Linked DNA regions of Columba livia: region 1 is linked to region 2. A link is a contact called in public Hi-C data. All regions are on one chromosome and are shown on one strand. The core of a region is the stretch at or near the end of the contact, and the rest is flanking DNA. Distances in the headings are between cores, read along the strand shown.

Region 1 (6,710 bases), core at 2,625-5,124, 210 kb before region 2:
TTTGAACACAACAAGAAGATATGAACCTGAAATAATAGGCTTCTAAAAACAAACATTAGTTTCTGACTTTCGAATGTAGCACTGCCTCCAACACTTCTGTGGTTTTCTGGGAAAACAGGTTCACATAGATTACCACATTCTGTAACAAAAATGTCAAGATTCTGTCTGTGTAAAATAATTATTTAGCCTGTTTTAGATTGACTCTTGCATGTCAAGATTAGACATTACTCACACGTACAGTTTATAACATCAGGCTGGTCCACAGAAGCAAGGAAGCAATCCAAAGAGCACGAATTATTGGAGAATATTACCAGTGGGTTTGCACTTATGAACATGCTTGGAAATCTGTATGTTGTAATAAAATTAGCAAAATATTGATATCAACAAAATTACTCTGTGGTTGTAGCTCGTAAGCAAACGGGCAGCAGTATTTGCTGTTAAACACACATCTAATTTCTGAGTTGATCAGGCTGCTGCATGCGATACCGTCAGTGGCAGCTTGATGTCACTGTTTATGCTGTAAATGCATTTGTCTTTGCAGTAGCGGATATTGACTATGAAATCCCGGAGAGCACAGCCTCGGTGGTTAATGATAACCCTTTCCAGGTGTGCAGGAACAGGGCAGTCAGCTTGCAATGGGTATGGAGGCAGGAATCGGTGAAACTGCACCCAATACCATCAGAGACTTTGACGGGGTCAGTCACAGGACAATTGGAAAGCCATGAAGTGACCAGGTAAAAGCAATTTAGAAGTTGGGGTATGAGATCCAATCTGTACCACTGCACCCTGAGGGATTATTATTCATTATTTCATCAGTAGTCTGAGCCACAGTCTTACTATTAACTCCAAACTCCTAAAAATCTGTTCCATTCCTCTCATCACCTCCATCAAACTCACTTGGCTTTCTGTAAGGAGAGACTGACAATGTCTCTCCTTGCTTACTAATGCACATCTTCAGCCTCAACACCACAAGAATCTCTTCTTCATCTTCACTTCTGTTTCTCTCATTTTCTTTCCCCATTCTTTCTACTCCCTGAGCACCCACTGTCCTTTGCCTCATTTCACTGAGGATTCAAGTGTTTCCATATTTTAGCTTCAAAACTACTTCAGTTTCTTCTCCTTTTGACTTTAAACTTGACAGACATTTCTACAGTCAACAACAGACAGAAAGCATTCCAGTGGAACAGTATCAGAATCTCACCAGAATTGAAAAATCGTTTTTCCCTATGCCTCTTGATCCCTCTGCTTCCAAGCCATCCAACCACACAGACAAAACACGGGAAATTAGACAGAAGCTCCAATCTGCTTAAACCCAACCTTGCTGTATCAGATCAGCTGCACAGGGAAAGCTGTATAAGTGGACCACCCCTGGAAGATGCCACCACACTGTTTTCTATCATCCATTCGCAGAGCTTAAAATGTCATAAAATTCAAGCACCTCACTTGATTGCAAGGAGACAGGACAACAGTATAGGAGTATGATACAGATTGTTAGCAGGAAATGTCTGTAGAATTATAGAATGTCCCGAGTTGGAAGGGACCCACAAGGATCATCAGGTCCAGCTTCTGCCCCTGCACAGGACAAGCCCACAGTTCACACCATGTGTCTGAGGGCATCATACAATTGCTTCTTGAACGCTGTCAGGCTTGGGGCTGTGACACCTCCCTGGGGAGCCTGTTCCAGTGCTCCACCACCCTCTGGGGGAAGAACCTTTTCCTAATGTCCAACCTAAACCTCCCCTGGCACATCTTCCTGCCATTCCCATGGGTTCTGTCACTGGTCACCAGAGAATAGAGACCAGCACCCGCCATTCCTCCTCCCCTTGTGAGGAAGCTGTAGGCCATGTCAACATCTAGTGGAACCAATCTAGAGGAACAAAAGGAAAACTTCTAATTTGATTTTCACTTTACCTGAAGCAACCTCTTAATGCAATCAGGGTGGCTGTTCTTTGCTGCAAGATGTAAAGCACTGTGTCCTAAATGAATAAAAAGCAAAGCAAATTGAGTATTTAATCACACTGAAACACAGGAATAAACTCTTCCATGACAAAGGCGAAATTTTGAATTACCCATGTTATGTCTGTCATGGTACATGAAAAGCAAGGGTAGAGAAAATAAAATAAAAACCTACATCAAGCAGAATGTCTTTATGACAGATTGCCGTTCAGGCAGGTAACTGAATAATCTTAATGTCTAGCTTCATATATAGGAATGACACAAACACTGAGTCAGACTACACCTTAGCAGAAGCAAGTCTAAGATTCTGCAGTTATGTTTTGTTTCTTAAAACCCAATTTTCCTATATTACTCAGCCTCCCTTGCAGAGAGATGACTGTCAAGTGTCTTCACAATTTCTGCCATTTGACAATGAAAAAGGAACCCAGCACCAAGAACAAAACTCACCAGCTACCACTACAGCAAATTCGTGTCCTCCATGGAGTGCATGTAGAAGAGGACTCAGAACACAGGACTACTGTGGTTTGTATCTCACATATTCCCTTTTCTGTTAATTTATTTAGGATCTGTAAGCTCACATTTAGCTATGCAATATAGTGATTTACTGATTATGGATTTATGAAGAAAGACTGCAGTCTCTCTTCTAGTTTAATTTACAGAACATCTGAAAAAAATAAAGAGGCCAAGATAGCAAAACAATAAATTATCCATGTAATTAAGAAGGAGCCAAGATTTAGTACTCAGTGCAGACAGAGCCACTTGTGACAGTAGAATCTCACTGTAAATAATGTTAATATTACAGACAAGTCTTTCCTTAATGAATACTGGGTTGACACTCTGAGGTGAGAGCAGGCAACCTCTTATTATCCAAAACACTAATAAATTCTAAATCCTGAAGCAAGACAAGGTACGAATTCTGAATAATAATGTGTATCAAGTACATATATTCCCCTATCATTATGTGTAATGTAAATGCCGCTTCCAGCATCACAGACACTTCCTTATAGAGGCAAATCATTCTCATGTGTGACAGAAATTCCTTCAGGCTGCAATCAGTGGCCAAAACAGAACTCGTGAGCCCAACATTTACAGATCATTATTGGAGAGACAGAATGCTGACAGTTCATTCAGGTCACTCCGCTAGCCAGAGAAAATGCTGGGCACAGATTTCACAGTCATGTCAACTGAAATCCATTAAGAAGGGTTTGTCAGTTTCAAATTCAGGTCCCATCATTCTCCTAGTAGATTAGTAATTAAGGCATGAGACTTTTGAGGGCTGAAACAGCATACTTAATAGCTCCTAGCTTTGTTTTGGCTTGTATCAGCCCTTTTCACTGTGTCACAATCCTGAGCAAATGTCTTGCTGCAACTCCTGTACAGTTAATGGCGTTAACAGCTTGGCTACACATAAAAGCAAAACCAAAGATCTTGACTGAACCTACAAAAAGCTTCAAATAAAGTTAACAAAAAGAGTTGGTGGAGGTTATTTTTTTTTCATTTAATTTTTTTTTTTTTAAAAAAGAGCGACTATTTTGCATCTACAGTCCACTATAAATGCTGTCATTTATAGTATATTAGGGCATAAGTTTTTTATGGCTTTAGAATCTAAATTCTATACACAGAAAAGCAAGTATGCCTGAACCTGCAAGATTTACAACTGATTTTACTGCACAGTGTGTGGGGAAAAGCAGTGTTGTCAAATTCATAGTTGCACTAAGAGCTATATAGGCAAATTAAGTGTATTATGCTACATGAGTAAGTTCACAGAAGCTTACCTGCACCATCTTGGGCTGTCACATCTGCACCATGTGTCACCATGATCCTGAGGCACTCTGCATGCCCCTTTGTGGCTGCCAGGTGAAAACTGGAAGAGAGCATTTACATGTCACTTTTCTTTTATTAAGACCTCCTTTCTCTTTCATTCACAAACCAAGTATTGGCAAGTTCTCCCCTCCACACCCCTCGATCTCCTGGCATCTCTCCACTGCCTCCCAAGAAGACAATAGCTCTGAAAGTGAGAAGGCATATCACAAAGCCTTTGTAGTCATACCTTCACATATGCTGCTGTCTCATTAACCCATGCCATATATATTATGCGCATCTAGTTGCACCCAGTTTTTCAACTAATGTCCCTGGTGAGAATATATCCCCAAAGAATGTCTGGGCTTAGGGAATTAATGAAGAAAACATTCACAATGACTGACTTTGCTCTAGTCATTCTAGTCAATCCTGATTTCCCCGCATTTCTGTGGACAGAATTTAGTTCCTCTAAAAGGTGATTCAGCTCTTAAATTAAACTAAATCAAGTTGTGCTTTGGCACTGTTCTTTACAGAGCCCATCCTTCTATGTAGAGGGGGGAAAAAAAAACTTTCAGTGTTCATGAATGCCACCTGAAGAAACCAAAGCTACTGGATACTTGTGAGACTATGTTAGAGATGTATTTTTTCATCTTTCGGTTTTGCTGTTCACTTAAAGCACCTGCTTGTTTGAACAGTGGGAAATTGCGGAGGTTACCAACCACACCATGACAGGACGCACCTAACAGAATCAATTAACCAAGATATAATTACAGAACAAATCAAAGAAGTTACAATGAATTAAAGCTTTTTCACAGCTGAAGGTTCATGTTTTACAACTTTGGTACCTCAGGATTCACAGAATCAGTTTTATACATGCGCTGCTAACTTAATTTTGCTGGGAAGCAAAAACAAAGGAAAAAAACTTCTGAAAACAGAGAAATTTATACCCTTCTCATGCATATCGTGCCACCATCAAGTCTCAAGATACGGTCACAGTACAGGCAGGCATACTGCTTCCCCATGTGTCCTACTAATATCAGATGGATATACAGATCTGTTTTCCAGCGGGACTAATGTGAAAAAACAACAACAACAAATCACAAATTCAAAACAAAACACTTCCAGTTACTATTAAATTGTGTATGACAAGCTGGGGCCTTCATTAACATGCCCCAAACTGAAAAAGTCAGTATTCCCAGCATATTTTCTAATATCTCTTAAAGGAGACTTCCATTTTTAACATCATGCACTCCTGTGTTAATGGGGATTTTTCCCCTGGAATCTAAAGGGAACACCACGAATCATGAAGACTCACCAACTTCTGTATTAAAGAATTCACATTTTGAACAACAGTTTCCTTTAAAATGTTAAAACTAACACTGAAAGTTCAGCCCGCTAACCGGGAAAACTGGGAATAACATGCAAGAATGAAACAGATAATTCTGGCACATAATATGTGAACTGCAATGCTGTGTTTCTCTAAGCTGTAGCCTTCTTTGCAGCCTCCTTGAAACAGCAGAGAAAAAGACCTACAGACATAATCTGGCAAAGGGTGGAGAATTAATCAAACCAGGAGATCTGCTGGAACAGAGCCCTTTGTGAAGCGCAGCAACTACCCCACTTCCCACGAGGAGTCCTTCCACACTTTGCTGATTGCAAACGGCAGATGGGCAGTACTTAACTTTTGAACCATGCTCTGCAAATATAAAAATATCCTGTGTGCTCATCCTCATGCTTACTACTGCCATAAACAAACTGAAGAGTTAACACTTCCAAGAGCATAAAAAGCACTGCTGCTGGCTGTTCTCTAGTCATTCAAAAATCAAACTTTCATGTACTTGGTGGCCAATGCAAAGTTGTGTAAACATTCTTCTTTAGAAGAAGAGGTTTCTCAGGCTCTGGGAAAATGTCTGGGAAAGGGATGCAAAAGGACTCTGACAAATTCCAACACCTCTAATTCAGCCAGCAACATACCAATGAACACCAAAACACATTCAGATACATTTGTGTAGATACACAATACAGTTGAAGTCACTTAAGTATTAGGAAGGCTGTGAAGCACGCACTTGGCTCACTTACATTTGACAATATTAAGAATAATAAATATCCAATTAATAATAACTTGGCTAAATCTGAGACACTGAGGTTTTATGGACAGACTGTGTAGGATGGTGCCAAATGCAACATGAATACGTAAGTGCAAAACAAGTTTTATTTAGGTAAAAATCAGACTGCAAAGAAAGCATCAATGAGAGAAGAAAAACTTAACCCCTTTCAGGCTACACACCTATGAACAGAGCAGTGCCAGCAATGCAAACAATTCCCATGGCAGTTCTCAACAAGGCACCTCACACGCAGATGCTTTGTTTTGTGCAGCCTAAAATGCTTTCAGGTAAGAAAAGCCCGATTAAAAATATTGCTTCTCTCCAACTGATGGGATGAAAGAAACATCATCTGTAAGTTGTACTGGTGGTACGAAAGATGAGAAAACATCTAAAAAGGATGTAAAGATCTAATGAAAACGAAAGTATAGAAGCTATTTGGAGAGTCCAGTGAAAAGAGAGGATGAAAAGGTTTAACTCTCAGTCATTTATACAGTGACCTAAGGCAGACAGCATTGGGCTGCTACAGCTGCCTTGTAGATGCTTGATGTGTCCCCTGCCTACACCCTTGTACTGCTACCATGTCTCACAGAACACTGCAGTGAGATGTTTCTTTTTCTTAAAAATCAGAAGGCAATTGGGAGGTGAATGGGGGACATGGCTAATTAGCTGCTGGTTTAATAAAATGAAATGGCTCACCAGGAAATCAGCCCTGCTCAAGAGAAGAATGGCTCCGGACTGAGATAAACCGATTACAGTTATATTTAAATCAGAGTATTACAGAGTGCTGGGCAAAAACCTCCCCTTGAGGAGTAATTCTAACTGATTTTAAAGTTAACAGCCCCCACTTAA
Region 2 (6,238 bases), core at 2,661-5,160:
TAATTTCCCAACGAAATAGAATAGTTCCTTACTGGAGGGAATCACAGAACAGCTTAAGTTGGAAGGGACCTCCAAACATCATGTAGTCCAACACCCCTGCTCAAGCAGGACCACCTGAAGCAGGTTGTCCAGGATCATGTCCACTATGGAGTGGATATTTCTAAGGATGGAGACTCTGCAACCACTCTGGTCAACCTGTTCCAGTGATCACCTACCCTCATGGGGTGCTTATATATGAGATGCTTGTACATAATAAGTGAAGTCTTTTGCTCTGCTATGTATATTGTAGCAGATATACAGATAATCACTTGTTAATTATGGTCTTCCATAATGTAGAAGAATCCTAGTCTGGACCATTGTTTTCAGATTATTTTTTTCCCCAGCAATAAAAGCATTACATTTACATTTCAGTACTGAACTCCATTATGTGCTTTGAGGTATAACTTCAGAGGACAGTACTCCATTATAACAAATTCAGATCTGTATGTGTGGGGGACATCGTGTGACTCAACATCCCTTTGAAGCTCTCCTTCAACTGTGAGAGTTGGAGCTAAATTATCTATGATGGGTTGTCCTGTACTGTGAAATGTCAGTTTGCCAGAGCTCTAATAGAACTGAACTTCAAGGGAACAGCTGATTTTTCTGATCAAGTTACAGTTATTTCATTGAGAAAAAGGATAGAGGGGAAAATTGCAGATGGGAGAAATGGGAAAATTTAGGGGGAGCTTGGAAAACCCATTATCACTTGTAAAATCTCTCTTTCAATTCTGTAACCTCTGTGGGACAAAGCAGAATAAACAGGTAGGAAGCAGTGAGCTATTCATAGAATCACAGAATCATAGAATATCCTGAGTTGGAAGGAAACCACAAGAATCATTAAGTCCAGCTCCCATCCATGCATATGACAACCCCACAGTTCACACCATGTGTCTGAGGGTATCGTACAATTGCTTCTTGAACACTGTCAGGCTTGGGGCTGTGACACCTCCCTGGGGAGCCTGTTCCAGTGCTCCACCACCCTCGGGGGGAAGAACCTTTTCCTAACGTCCAACCTAAGCCTCCCCTGGCACATCTTCCTGCCATTCCCTCGGGATCTGTCGTTGGTCACCAGAGAGAAGAGTTGGTGCCTGCCCCTCCTCCTCCCCTTGTGGGGAAGCTGTAGATGCCATGCGGTCTCCTCTCAGTCTCCTCCAGGCTGAACAAACCAAGTGACTTTAGCCGCTCCTCATACGGCTTCCCCTCCAAATCCTTCACCAACTTCATAGCCCTCTTCTGGACACTCTCCCACAGTTTTATATCCTTTTTACCCTGTGTTGCCCAGACCTGCACACAGAGCTCCAGGTGAGGCCGCACCAGTGCAGAGCAGAGCGGGACAATCACCTCCCTGCCCGGCTGGCAATGCTGTGCTGGATGCACCCAGGACACGGTTGGCCTCTTGGCTGCCAGGACACACTGTTGACCCATCCTGCGGCATCTGGGAGTCTGGACAGAACATTGCCTGAGAGCTGCAAGTTGCTGGAGCTGTCTCATTTCACTGTGTTTTGTTTTGTGCTTATTTTCAGAGCCTCAAGCTGCAGGCCGGGGTAGAAGCTGGAGATCATGAGCGAGGGAAGGGCATCGACTGCGCCGCTCTCACCTGCATGGTCCAGCTGGCCCAGATCATTCTTGGTGTGGGCCTGGGGTTCTTGGTTAGTATCGCTGGCAGCACAGTCACTGTGATTTCGGCATCTACGGTGTCACTGATTGGCTGCTGCTTTGTTGCTTTTCGTGTTCGATATGTGCAGTAGGACTGTGTGAAGCAATTGGAAGACATCTCCCCAGGGGAGCATTTTCTTTTTGTGTCAGTGGCACTGGCGCTGTTGCCATGCTAGTACTGCTGGCACGTCCTACTCTCTTCCTTCCTCGGAGTGGTTGCAATTCCAGAGCTTTATGAAATGGAGACTTGATAAAACTGGTAACCTAATGCCTGAGTTAGGAAGCTTTTGTATTTTGCCTGCTTTATTACTTCATTCCTGCTGATGTGCTATTACACATAACGGTGTGTACGCCCATGGTATCTTGATGCCCTACATGAGGAGTCATTACAAAACTCTTCATTACCTATTTGTGGAAGTTAGTAGATAAGTATGTGATAAATTGAAGAAGTAATAAAAATGGACAGGCTTAGGAAGACAGTTGTTATTTATCCTGGGTTTTTTCAGGTATCTTAATTTTGGGGATATTGCTTCTGGCAGTCAAAAGCTGCAGGAGTGCCAAACAGGTCTAAGAGGCCATGCAGGGTGTAACTGTGTTATGATTAGTAGTACTGTTTCATGGAATCAGTTTATTCCCAGCTACTGTCAAAAGCAGATTTGGGTGTGAAAGATGACTGAAATGTAAAAAGATTGAAGACTATTGTTTAAAGCATAATAGTTAAGTAATTATTTTATACTCGATCCTGCTGCTTCTGTATAAATGGAAGTATTATACTGACTGAGCTTGTCACAAAAGTCTGCCTAACTCTGCTCTGCAAATCCATGTGTAGGCACCTAAACAATCCATCTATGGGAAACAGCTGCCATTTCTTCCTTCTTAAGAAGCTCACCTCTTGACTTTGATACTGTAATTGAAAAAAAAACTTGGCCAAAAGAAGAATTTTATGAACGCTTGTCATCCACTTAAATCTTGATATCAGATATGACAGTATTTAGCTTATAGTGGCATCTCTGTTTTCTCTGTTTTCCTTCATGCATCTAGCTTTGAGTGGAATGGTATTTGCTCTTTTACAGAATATTGTAAATAAATTCAGCTCTGCAATCAGGAATTATTTCACAGTAAATACTAAAGTGCAGTTGCATGTGAAGCTTCATTCTTATTTTTATAATATTGCCAGAGTTTTGAAAATCCTGTGTCTGTGAAAGTGATAAACTGTATTTATGCTGTGCTCCCTCTGTCTTGAAAACTGTCATATCCATTTGCTGTTATATGCTGAGCCACATGAAGCCATCTGCCAATACAATATTGTTAATGAACAGTGACATAGAGAGACCATTACCAGGTATGGTGTTTTGTTTTGTTTTGTTTTTTAAATGTTGCACATATATTATTAACACTGTTCAGTCAAATGCACTGATGAGCTCTTAGAAGTTCTGCATGATACAAACTGACACCATCACAAATAAACACTTAGATCTGAGCATAAGGTGCCTCTGTTGAGATGCACTAACTTCATCCTTTTTGTATGTTTTCAAGAGTAGAGCGAGTCTTTTATTCTCAGGAAAAACAATTTTCCCTTAGACACACTCTTATTAATTATAACAAGCCCATGACAGCCTCAGCTACCTTTTCTTGTTGGTGACTGTGTCTCCAATGAAGGCCCAAATCAGGGCTCAGTGCCTGGCAAACCTTGAACTTTTTCACAGCTTCTTCATTCTGCTGTATGAAAGAGCCACTTTTTATGGTTTCTTCCATTTTTGTAGCTCTTCATGAATCCATCTCATTTCACACTCATGGAAGAGAAAAGCTGAGCCCTTGAACTGTGATTGAAAACCTCATAGATGCTCATGGCTGGAGCACAAGGGTCTCAACCAGGACAAACAGGAGAAGGCCAGAGAATGAAGAGCAGTTGTCTTCTCAGTTCACTTTATGCCATCATTAACTAATTAACTTCCATTAACTCCATATCTCCTGGGAGGAGGAATCTTTAAGGGAAGAGTGAGGCTTCTGTGGAGCCATAACAATTGAGATAAGAAGAGGTGATCTGGTCTTATAGAACTGCAGGATTTGAAGCACAATGTAAACCCGTGCTCCAGGAGCTGAAGACATAAAGTTCCCATCTCAGTGTGAAGCTGGGAAAGGAACTTCACAAGACCTGCGTTTTTGACAATATTTTCTCTGAGGTCAAATGCCGTCAGAACATTAAAATTTGAATGGGCAGTGCTATCTCTGCTCTGTTACACAAAGAGAAAGCTGGCATTGATTCAGGCCCACAGAGCGACTGTGGATCTGTAGCAAAATAAGAATTGTGACCTGCAGAGAGAACAGAAATGTGACCATCACATATATCAATGTTTTTATTTACGAAATTTTACAGAGAAAAGTGTTTCGAGTTCTCACATTATCATCTTTCTTATGATCTTTCCTTTTATAATTTTCTGCATGCTACAGAACACAGAACATGAAATCTTACTATAAAAACATCCCATATTTGTTTCTAAGACTAAATAGTATCTCTCTTAATGAGTCTTCATCAAAAATAGAATAGCAAGCAGACAAAAAACTACATACAACTTGAAATACAGTGTTTAAACCAGAAAAATTGTGATGGTGATCTCTCTGAAGTAGAAAAAATATTTCTAGTGTTACTGAAAACAATCTAAAATGTTACTGATTCATGAGAAGGGATAAGGTAAGTATTTCAGCAATGCAAATGCTAAAATGTTAAAAATGTTAAAGGCACTGAAAAACTGTACTGTGGTGTTACTAATTTAAGAAGTTATACCTTTCCTGATATTTTACATAGTTCAGGACTTGAATTATCAATACGATTATCTATTGCACTTATTATCGGCTTTTATTGCAGTGATGTGAGTTTCAAAGTTAGAAGTATCCTGACTGTGATCTTTCTCATCTGGTTTTGTTTCCAGACATGAAATCAAATAAATAAAGACCTTTGTATTGTGTTTATGCAAATGATATGTTTAGATAAAGACAAGGGGTCTTGAGGTAACCAACCCCTCCTCCCTCCCACTTCAACAGAATTAGTCATGACTGAATGAAATGAGGTAGGAAACAAGGTTGCCATCTTATCTAAATGACACTTTCCTTTTTCTTTCTCTTATGAATGCCTGCCACATTCCCATTTCACAAGCAGGCCTGTCATGCAAGCAAACCATTCAAGGAAGTTTTGGTTCTCTTGTTTAGAGCACTCGCAGTGTTAGTAACATTTTTCTTCCCTGATGTTCATTCTGGTCTTCACAGTGATCTCATTACATTTGTTTGACTTTCTTGGAAAAAAAGCAACTCAGGTGGTTTGTGGGAGACACTTTTCTTCCAGGTAAACTACGCAAGTCAGGATGAACTTGCAACTTTAGCATTGGTGCCCATGAAATGGTACCAGTCCCTGCAGCATATCAAAAGATAGGGAGAGTGGTGTGAGCAGGAGGTGTGACAATGATGACATTTGATATTTTTGTAGAGGGATTGCTTCATGAAGGATATGGGTGGAAGCATCTGCTGTAAAGTGTCTTTAAATTATTTTTGGCATGATAAAGCTATGAAAAATGACCTATAAGCCCAAACTTTTCCCTCTAAGTTTCCAGCATTCATTTATTATTCCCTAGCTGCCCCTTCTTTTTTTATTTAAGCAGCAAATGGTCAGGGTCACTTGTTCAAGACTAAATTGTGAAAAGTAACCTGTAATTCTGTTGATTTCTATGGTGTATTCAGTTTCATACATTGCTCCTTTAGGTATGCAAAACATGTTAATCAGTTGTATTTCCTAATGTTTCCTCTTGAAAATGAACTTTTTACTTCCCCATGTATTCATATTTTACCCGTGTATTAAAGAATAATGATTTCACATCATGCAGAGACATCAAACCAGAGAGTATGGCCTTGTGTTGCTCCAGGTAAGCACTTGCAGTAGTGGGAAAACAAAATTCAGTGCTCTCACTCTGGATTGCACAGTAGACTGAGATAAGCAGATCCTGCCTGATATTTTCAAGGAGAGAGATCTGTGACCTTTTCTAAAAAATTTGATTTATTTTTGAAAGGGTAATTATCAAAGGCTATGTCTGCTCCAAAGAGGAGAGTGAACGGAGCTGCTGTCTTTCAGTAGATCAAGTATTTTCTTACTTGAAGGCTGGGTGCTTGGTTGCCCCCCGGTGTTTAATGACATTATAGCACTTCTCCAGGGCGTAGGAGCTCCCTGCCTTGCCTCGCATTGCTTTCTAGCATCAATTCTCCTCCTGTTTCATCTCACCCTGAAGTGACGTGCTGCTGCAATTCAGCTCTCTCTTTTCATGTGTCAGCAAAAGAAAGTTGCTTACTAATAGCTGTAACCCAGCTGTGTAATGCCAATGAAGACACCAGTACATGAACACATAGGTAGGAGCCCACCAAGAACACACTTAGCACCAAACTCATGGTAGAATCTGGCCTTTGAAACCTTCAGTGCTAATGCCAAGACTCAGTCCTGGAGTGCAGCCATCCCTCATTTGTTTGGTGGATGAATTTCTGTCGCATTTCTTCCTGACAA

Evidence for each region. A called contact is a pair of places that touch in the nucleus more often than the background predicts.
Region 1: a contact with region 2 is called in a Hi-C map of liver, with 5 times the contacts expected there. The contact joins two enhancer-like sites. A contact is called at or near these places in 2 of 2 Hi-C or Micro-C datasets (crop and liver).

The regions. Positions count from the first base shown.
Region 1 is chrZ:20,441,390-20,448,099 of bColLiv1.pat.W.v2, reverse strand. RAI14 (retinoic acid induced 14) reads right to left here. Exons shown (of 19, transcript XM_065047542.1): 5 at 3,732-3,820; 6 at 1,912-1,976. Among named protein-coding and RNA genes, the nearest start is that of BRIX1, 40 kb to the left of the region's middle. Within about 2 kb of position 3,874, at least 1 of the 3 cell types and tissues checked has an H3K27ac peak away from gene starts, as active enhancers do.
Region 2 is chrZ:20,234,338-20,240,575 of bColLiv1.pat.W.v2, reverse strand. It overlaps SLC45A2 (solute carrier family 45 member 2), which reads left to right. Exons shown (of 7, transcript XM_005506011.3): 7 at 1,563-4,661. The coding sequence ends at 1,787. Among named protein-coding and RNA genes, the nearest start is that of RXFP3, 13 kb to the right of the region's middle. Within about 2 kb of position 3,910, at least 1 of the 3 cell types and tissues checked has an H3K27ac peak away from gene starts, as active enhancers do.